Regions from separate parts of the Gasterosteus aculeatus genome. Here region 2 is linked to region 1. Evidence: chromatin contacts called from public Hi-C data. All regions are on one chromosome and are shown on one strand. Each heading gives the region's core, a stretch centred on a gene start, on an enhancer-like site or on the middle of the called end of the contact. The rest is flanking DNA. Distances are from core to core; before and after follow the strand shown.

The links. Hi-C and Micro-C count contacts between places; a contact is called where the count stands out from the background.
Region 2: a contact with region 1 is called in a Hi-C map of whole body, with 2.8 times the contacts expected there. The contact joins the promoter of LOC120824452 here to the enhancer-like site in region 1. A contact is called at or near these places in 5 of 6 Hi-C or Micro-C datasets (blood and trunk muscle, skeletal muscle, tail fin and 1 more).

Annotation. Positions count from the first base shown.
Region 1 is chr8:18,533,050-18,537,727 of fGasAcu3.hap1.1, reverse strand. glis1b (GLIS family zinc finger 1b) reads right to left here. Exons shown (of 11, transcript XM_040185302.2): 3 at 4,307-4,493; 4 at 1,506-3,045. The coding sequence starts at 4,428. Among protein-coding and RNA genes, the nearest start is that of glis1b, 25 kb to the right of the region's middle. Within about 2 kb of position 2,112, at least 2 of the 9 cell types and tissues checked have open chromatin away from gene starts, as enhancers often do.
Region 2 is chr8:18,566,671-18,571,589 of fGasAcu3.hap1.1, reverse strand. LOC120824452 (very long chain fatty acid elongase 4) reads left to right here and starts at 1,564. Exons shown (of 8, transcript XM_040185336.2): 1 at 1,564-1,917; 2 at 2,038-2,095; 3 at 2,504-2,691; 4 at 2,792-2,872; 5 at 2,965-3,021; 6 at 3,099-3,213. The coding sequence starts at 2,038. It overlaps elovl8b (ELOVL fatty acid elongase 8b), which reads left to right. Exons shown (of 8, transcript XM_040185334.2): 8 at 1-1,128.

The sequences.
Region 1 (4,678 bases), core at 863-3,362:
CGGCACTCGGAATCAATACTTCCTATTGTGAGACTCAATGGAAACAATATTCCCATTTTCATATATCTGCGTGGCTGTGAATACGTAGGTGTGTGTGTGTGTGTGTGTGTGTGTGTGCGTGAGGGTGATCGGGAGGTGAGGGTGTGTGGCAGCGTTTCACGGTGCCTCATGTCGGCAGACAGAATCCAGCGGCTCCTCCACACTGGGCCGAATTGTTCCAGTGCTCACATATGGCAAACATCTCCAACAAACACACGCGTACACACATCTTCGCGGTGACACATTCCTGCGTACACCTATTCCGCATGAACACACAAACATCCCCTCGGCGTCCGCTGGCTGCGTGTCACTCGAGCGGCACCGAGGCCACACCCGCACAGCCCCACGAAGCGCAACAAAGGAAAGCCTTTAATATGACACAGTCCTAAAGCACGATTAACAGCCGGGAAACGTGCAAATCAGCAAAGCAAATTACTCCCCAATGTTTTGTTCGCGCTGGGCCGAGGAAGCAGGACACTAACAGGCGAGAACAGCGGACACACGTTTCAGAGTTAGTTCAAATTTCTGATCCAACGCTTAAGAAAACGGCCAAAGAAAAATTTGACGTGCCACTTAGAAAGGAAGGGAAAAAATCTCCAGGTATTATTTATTTTTGGAGGAATAAAAAGGGCAGAGAGGTAAAAAAAAAAAAAGGTGTTGTAGCGGAACTGCAGACTCAGACTTTCAATAATTAGTACCTGGAGGGGTTCCTGAGCTGGAAGAGAACCACTTCTGACATTTTCATTTAAAGGGATCAAGTGTAGGCATTGTTGGGTTACGTTAACCATATGTGTCGGCTTTTCATGATCTGCATCCCGTCTCAAAAAACAGAGTGCTCGTGAAAATAAACATGGCTTCGGCCTACGCAAATTGTGGACCAATTGTGTATTTGGACTAAATCATTCGGTTGGAAGGTTTTTTTCCATTTGCTAAAGGAGGCGGGGGAGTGACAGCTTGACAGTGATTAGTGGGGGTGACTGGTGGAATTGGAGCCTTAACTGTACAGAATACAGCCACGAATGTATTTATTCTGACGAGGTAATGCTGCTTTTACAGCGGCTCATATCTTCAAAATAGCAAAGTAAAAAAAAAAAAAAAATCACAAAATAAAGGTTTCTGTTGAAAAGTAATCAGCAGTGAAGCAAGTCCATTCTTGCTTTTTGGACACAATGGACACTCCTCTTTTTGAGGAGAAATCCCCTTGAGGGTCTGTATTTCTTTGGGAAATATGTGCTTGTGTTTATTTCAAACAAAGAAACATCTTTAACAGACTGATGAAATCACGGGACGAACTATATTCATAATAAACCAATAAATACAAACAAATCATTACAAAAGAGAGGAAAATCGGGCTGCTGACTATGAGGGGATTTAAAACATGTTTTGACTACGACTGACCACAGGGGTCCGTTTTTTTTTCCGGGGGTCTGGCACATGAATAACTTGACCGGATTGCGATCACTCACCATACACTTGTTGGGCTTCTCCCCCGAGTGGACTCTCATGTGAATGAGCAGTTTGTAGCGGGCGTTGAAGGGCTTGTAGCGACGGATGCAGCCCGCCCAGAAGCAGGTGAAGTCCTCACCTTTGCGCTGGTCGATGTGGACCTTCTCAATGTGCCTCACAAGCTCCTCCTGCTGCTCGTACGCAGCGCTGCAGTCGATCCAGCGACACACCTGCTTGTCAACCGCTGCTCCTCCTCCTCCTCCTCCTCCTCCACCGTCTTCCCGCTCTGGGGCCGCGTGAGTCCCGGGGGGGCCTCCGGGGGACGGTTTGAGTCCAAGGGAGGCGGTCGGCGCCGCTTGCTGGCTCTGGTGGTGCTGCGGGCCCCCGTATTGGTGAAGGTGATAGGGCGGAGGCATAGCAGGGCGAGAGGGGTGGTGAGGCTGCCGAAGGTGCCCGCTGCGACCACCCAGGTGGTGGTGGTGGTGGTGGTGGTGATGGTAGTGGTGCTGAAAGAGTTCGTCTTCGCTGGGCGAAAAATCATCCATGGGCTCCTGTTTGAGGGCGGCCCCTGACCTTTGGCCGCGGTCCAGGAGAGGCCCGACTTCCAGCCCCGACTGCAGCATCCCAGACATCAGGGCCCCGCTCATCAGTAGCCCCAGCCCGTCGGAGCCTCCTGCCCCTCCTCCCACACCTCCCCCGCCAGCTCCCCCGGCCCCACGCCCCGGCAGCATAGAGCCCGGCTCCTCGCACAGCCCCTGGCCCTGCTCGAGCTCCACCGATGACACCGAAGAGGAGGACGATGACGAGGAGGAAAGGGACAGCAGGCAGGTGGCAGGTGAGGATAGCTGACAGCTCTCCAGCAGCGCGGCCTGCCGGGGGCTGCCGTGAGGCGGGGGCCTCTGGGGGGCTTCCCGCGAGCAGGGGTTAGAGAGCGGGGACGTCGAAGAGGAGGAGGAGGAGGAGGAGGAAGAGGAGGAGGAGGAGGAGAAGCCGGCACTGCTGGCGTGGTTGGGCGAGAGGTTGGTGCGGAAGCCGTTGACGCAGGCGACCATCGACATCTGGGAGGAGGAGCAGATGATGGCGGTGATGTTGATCTCGGAGGAGGAAGCGCCGGTGACCAGCGGGGAAGCTGTGGCAGCGGCGTCCGCAGCGGAGGTGGACGGCGAGGCTAGGGACAGGCAGCGTCTCCTCAGACTGCTAGCGCTGACTAGCCGCGCTGAATGACGGGAGCCAGTCGGGGACAAAGCCAGCGGGGAGGAGCCATCTTCATTATTAAACGGCTGCGCCGCGTTGCCTGACACGGCGCCGCCTGCGCCGCTGCTAACATGTGCCGCTCCAACTACGTCGTCCCTCGACGTGCCCAAAGCGTGGCCCGCCCTGCAGTTCTGAAACCCGGCCAGAGAAGTGCTGTGGACCCCGGACGCCAGGTTGGAGATCTTGTAGCCCATTGAGTTCTCCTGTTTGATGGGGTATAGGAGTGAGGAGCGAGTCCCGCTGGCAGCGCCGCAGCCCGGGCCGGGTGAGGCCCCCGGCAGGGTCCTCTGGAAGCCACTGGAGGATCTGTAAGGAGAAAAACACACAAAGAGGAATATGAGCGCTATTAGCTTGTCGGCTGATGACAGACACTGGCCGTTTCATCCTTCCCACTGGCGGCACAGTCAGAGCTTAGCCTCTTGCTAACCCCTCCTCCTTCCGACCAATCTCCCAGTTTACATAAAAACCCACCGGTTGAAAATAATTCGGCCAAGTCTTTCATACACCTTAAGGGACCTCGAGGGAAACAAACGTTAACGTTGAGTAGGATTCAGTGACTGAAGGACATGTTGAACACTTGTCGGCAGAATCCACCGAGTGCTTACGTGAATAAATGAAACAGGATCTCCTGGTAGTGAGAGGATATGAATGGGCATTTATGACTAAGAATAGAGAGAGGGGGAGGGACGGACGGCTACTGAGACCGAGAGGCCACTGGCTAGTGTGTCCATCTGACAGGCTTTGATGACACAAAGGGGTTAAACCCAACCCAATATTGGGGATAAATAGGGAGTCACCTGTTTTGGTGGCATAATTGCGGCCTATGAAGGGTCATCGTTTACAATACTGTGTATTATGGTGGGAATCTTTGCCCCACTGAATGGGGAACCCAGGTCAGATTTCTCCATGCGTCGCTGTGATCTCCTACATAATCATTCCTGTCATTTGGCTCATTATGGATTTTGTCCAAAGCCCCTGAGTGATGTGAGAAAAGCTCCCTTTTCTCATGAAGGTATCGTCTTTGTCCCCCCCCCCCCCCCCCCCCCCCGAGCGAGACGGTGGGGGGGGACTGAGCTAACGTTAGCTAGGGCCGGAGACCTTTGTCATCGTGTTTGTTCATAAAGTATTCCCCCCCCTCCCACCACCACCACCACCACCACCACCCTCTCTTTCTATTCAGGAGCACCGTTTCCTGTTTGGCTATAGAGAAAATATTGACAGAGCATATGAAAGAAGTGAATGGCTGTCCAGCTCGGATGAGGAGGGGACAGGAGGGACAAACCCCACATCGGAGAATTTGACTCGAAACTGTTTCTCACTGGACCGACGGTAGTCAGAGAATTTCACAACACGAGAATTGCATTAGTGTAACATAAATGTTGTACTTTGTACCCCGTCGGTGTGTTTCACGAGACTGCGTAAACATTTTCCTGCTACATATGTGTGCACATCTGCTCCACAATAGCAAAGATAATGAAAAACAGATTGTACCTGCATACATTTACTAACACAACACCCGACAGGAAACACTTGAAAAAACGATGACGAAATGGCAGTGGCGGTTTACCTGGTGTCTTGGTGAGGGCCGTCCTGCGGAATGAGGTCGGACGCAGGTCTGTGGAGGCTCTGGGTGTAAAGCCCCCCCAAATGACCCCCCACCAGCAGTGGCAGGCTCTGCCCACACCGCATCAGGGTGCCCTCGACGTCACCCAGCTCGTTGTCCAAGTCCTTCTCCGAGCAGTAGGGAGCATTCGCTGAAAGAGGAGCACAAGAACTATCACATAACTGAATAAATCCACAATTTGTGAAGCTCAGCGGTGACCCGGTGTCATTCTTCCATTCAGAGTGGGCCGAGCAGCGGGGATCCAGTGAATCCTACTGACTGCCCTGGAAGAATAATCACTTTATATGGGATCCACGCCATCCGTGACATGTTGAA
Region 2 (4,919 bases), core at 315-2,814, 34 kb before region 1:
ACAAAGAGAAGTATGTGTCTGGACCGCTGAAGTGTGAAGTTGTGGCCAGCGACAATAATTTGAATTCCTGAGCAAGAATGTTCCTCTGCAATTTTCTGTAGTACTCACAGCAATATAGTATTTTGAGTGTAATGAATGAGCACATCACATGACACAGTTATGCTGCGTTTAGATGAAATGATTGGCCAAAGCTTTATTTGAATAAATTCAACAATATTTATGGTAATTAGTTCTGGATTACTCTTATTGTTGTGAGATATAACACATGCATAACACTAGGTGAACAACCTGCAAATATGCGATATAAAACCACCTCAAAGGCACATAATATATACTGCAAAATATAAATGTACCCTGAGAAAAACTAATTCCTTTATGGCAATGTTTTTTTGAGCCTGTATCAACTTCTCAGGTTAAGCTTTTTGGGTCAAGCTCAACAACTGCATATCGAGGAAGTGGATGAACTCACTGACGCCGCCATCAGATCACATGGCGGCGCCTCCACATTCAGAAAGAGCAACGAGCAGTTGTGTAACAGCAATCCAGTCACTCACTCACTCGGTGCGAGACACTGAATAACCTGCATGTGCACGAGATGTTAATCTGAGGTTAGAAGCAGGTTAACCTGCAGCACCCGGAGAGGAATTCCTCCTCCTCCCCCGATGTCACTCTGCAGTCAAAGTTAATCATTTTCTGAGCTGAGTTGTGTTTTCAGAAGGTGGGAAGCTGCAGTCGTTGAGTTTGTTCCAGAGCGAAGTGACAGCAGCAAACCTGCAGCTATTGTGTGACTTTCCTTTACGCACACATGCATTATTGCCACAGGGGATAACAGTGTCGTGGTGCCATCGCTTGTAATTAAGTACAAATACAAATTATTTTAAAAGTTCATTTGTATTAATGTTTTGTTTTAAAGCAGATTGCTTTGATGTGCCTTTAAGGTTTTTTTATTCAATTAGTTTAAAAGACCAAATTGTACATACGGTTTAATTTCTACATTGTGATTATAAGATGTTTTTACAAGCTGTGGGATAATTGTCGGGTTTATTACTTTAATAAAAATGTAATGTTAGTGGACACAAGAGTGCCGAGAGTGTAACTTTGTACAATAAAGCACAAGCACCAGAAAAATCATCATGATTAAAGCCAATTATTTTAGGTTTTAGTAGCTTTGTTTATTATGGACAGTTAACAAAGCATCTGCTGTTTGTTTGTATTGGTTTTTTTTAATTACTTGGTATGTGATAGGGGTCACTGACTGTGACATATCAAATAATACCTGTTACTATTACGACTAAAAGTACTGCATTCAAAATGAAAGACAAATACACAAGAGGATTAGCGTCAATATAAACTTCTCTACCGAAAATAATATGACTCCTTTCAGAATGATAATTAAATAATATTTTTGATTGATGGATTTCAGTTAAGCATCAATTTAATGTAGCAGCTGCAGGGGCTGATTTAAAGTACTTCTTCTTCTTTCCTTCGCGGAGACGGAATAATTGGCTCAAACAGCGAAAGTGGGCGTCGGTGACGTCGTGGCGGGAAACAGCGCCCCCCGCCGGCCGCCGCGCGCAACGACACGCTCATTCTGTCACCCCCCCCCCCTCCCTCCCCCCAAAAAAAATCCAAAACGCAGAAGTGAAGACAAACAGGAAGTGATTCAAATCAGATGTCAGTACTTTCTTCTCCGCTCTGTTTCAAAGTTAACCGCGTAGGAGGCAAGTCGCCATTGCAGCTCCCCGCGTGCGGCAGCTTCTCGCTTTAACGAACTTTAATCCACGCGATCCGGTTCCGCGGCTCCGCGTCTCCCCGCGAACGCCCTTCATTCATTCATCGACCAAAAAAAAAAAGGCTCCGGCACCGCCAGGTGAATCCAGGCCAACAGGCTGAGAGGCTCCAGCGAGGGAAACGACGGCGAGTACATTTCTTCATCTTTAAACCTTTTACGTTTGTTTGTGAGGGTTTTTTGTTTGTTTGTTTGTTTGTTTGTTGCCTCTTTTTCTGCTTCCTCGTTGACTTTCTTGACGTTTCCAGATGGCTTCAGCGTGGCAGAGCGTCGTGTCCGTGCACCAGACGATAGTGGAAAGCGGAGGTATGGGTTGTGATTATTATAATTAGTATTATTCGTTTTCGTTTAGTCACTTAGTTCCCTGCGAACAACAAGCCTTTGTGTGTCCGTTGGCGTGTGGGAGATGCAGATGTGCTCCACGTCTCGACAATGACGGCTTTGTGGGTCCAGTTCCACGTTGGGCCTCCATGACACTTAACGAGAAACCTTGTTCAGGAGCAGGGAAGCTTTTCGTTGCGAACGTTTGTGGTTGGGACTCCCAGTGCCGGAGGCCTCAGCTGAACTGGGACTGGGAACGGGGGTTCGGCGGGGGGGGGGGGGGTTAAATAAAATTGTCACAAGCATCTTCTGGGATGCAAACGCCGCTGTCCTGTGATGCGCGTGTGAACGTGGACATGAACCCCTGACGCGAAGCTTCTGTGGCGTCTCCAGACAAGAGGACGGACGAGTGGCTGCTGGTCTACTCCCCCGTCCCGGTGGCGCTCATCTTCCTGGCGTACCTCTTCGTGGTCTGGGCCGGCCCCCGTCTGATGAAGCACAGAGAACCCTTCGACCTCAAAGGCGTCCTGGTCTTGTACAACTTCGCCATGGTCGGCCTGTCGGCCTACATGTTCTACGAGGTGCGTCTTCCTTTGTTTGTCTCGGTAGAAGAAGAAGAAGAAGCAGGTCGGTGGCATTTCGTGTGGCCTAAGTAACCGTGTGAATGTCCGTTTGTACCAGATCCTGGTCACGGCGTGGCTCTCCAACTACAGCCTCCTGTGCCAGCCCGTCGACTACAGCACCAAGCCGCTGCCCCTGAGGGTGAGCGACACGCCGCGCGCCCCCCGCTTTTAAAACCGTCCAACGAAACGACGCGTCAGACTCACATTCCAACGTGGTTTCCCTCCCCGCAGATGGCCAAGGCCTGCTGGTGGTTCTTCTTCTCCAAGATCATCGAGCTGGCCGACACGGTGCGTCGCTGTTTCAAGAGTGTTCAAAGTTGCCAGCGGGCTGAGTTGAAGCGATAACCCCACCTCCCCCCTTGCAGATGTTCTTCATCCTGAGGAAGAAGAACAACCAGCTGACTTTCCTCCACGTCTACCACCACGGGCCCCTGATGTTCAACTGGTGGGCGGGCATCAAGTACGTGGCCGGCGGACAGTGTAAGTCAACCCCTCCGGCCCGGTATGACAGGAAGTGGAAGTCATGTAAAGGAGAGCCGCGCCGATGCGTGAGATTGTTTCTTTTTAAATGTGCATTGATCCAAACGGAGTTTTAATGGGTTACTTGGGAACAAATGGATTTTGGATTAAGTGCCGCGCACAGATTAAGGAAGTGGGGAAAATATTAAGACCGAGTGGCTTTTATTGACGTCCGTTGGCAATAAATAAACAGAAGCTGTAGAATAATTGCTCTGACTTGTCCGGTCCTTCCTGTGAAAACGCCCCTTTCGGTGTTCCTTCCCATTCTAAACATATTTCCATCACACGCGTGCTAATTTGAATGAAACAAAAGACCTGTGCAACAAAACAGCCGACCTCAAAGAGTCGTTTTGTTTCTCGTTTATTTCAGCTCACTTGTTGAAATCCTCGTCTTGTTGTGGCCGTTTGCCATCCGGCCCTTTTTGTATTGAAGCAACGGGAGGCTAATTAAGCCGCCTCGCGGGACCCGAACGTTCCCAAAGCTCAACCGTCGAGCCGACAAGAAGTCTGTGCAACCTCTGTTGGCTCTTTGCGTCATTCTCCTGCGTTTGCTGCCGCGCAAGTTTGAACACGCAGACCGGCTCCGTATCCAAGTTCCCACACAGCCGGCGCGTGACCTTTGTAACACTTTAAGGCCAAGGACTCCAGTAAGACCTGAGAAATCTCCAAATAAATGTTTACAATCACACGTGACAACTTTTAACGACACGGTTCATTGGATGTGAAGTTCAGCTTTCCATCTTTTTACTGACGTTCTTTATGACTTTCTTAATTTCTCACATTGTATTGTATTTTTTTGTGTTACTAAGAGCATTTTATGACTTGCAATAATCATTTACATGACGGGTGATATAATGTACAGTATTTCTTTATGAAACACCTCTGTATGACATGTCACACTGTGGGTACGATTCTCCAACTTTATGACGAATAGTACAACTTTTACATCTTTGGATCTCTCGTACTATGACATTTTTTTACCTGCTAAGTACTTTTTATGAAATACTTTGACAAATTCTTTTATGAAACACTATTCTTTTAAATGACGTTATTATTGACTTTGTGTACAATTATTTTTATTTGACATATACTATCAACCGAATATTAGTTCCATGCTACACAAGGAACGTCTTGTATATTGTAACTTTTGCAGTTTCTTTATGATCGAATATGACGTTATGACACTTAACTACAACAATACTTTTACCATTAAGGACACACAATCCTCACCTATTTATCTTTTTCATGACCAGCTATAATTTGCATTTTTTGAGGGCTTACTGTACTGACTTTTACATTTATTTATAATTTTAATGACAATTTTCCAGCATGCTTAACTTTGACCTTTTAACATAACATGCAAAAGGACGCTTTCATTGATGTGATGATTTTGTTTGACATACGTACTTCACCCACAACCATTAATTCAATATTATACCAGAACTACTTTTATTTCCCTATTTTGTTTTAAGCTTCATGAGCCACATTACTATGAATGACCTTCTATGGCTTAGGTTTAATTTCTTTAAGCAACCTTTTTTTCCTTGACATCGGGAAGACGTTTTACGGCATTCTTGTCGTAATCTTTGACGGTTTCCTTCCACGACATGCAGGCATTAGATATATCTAAAGTATCTAAGGACAACTCGCTTTGTTCTCCTACATAC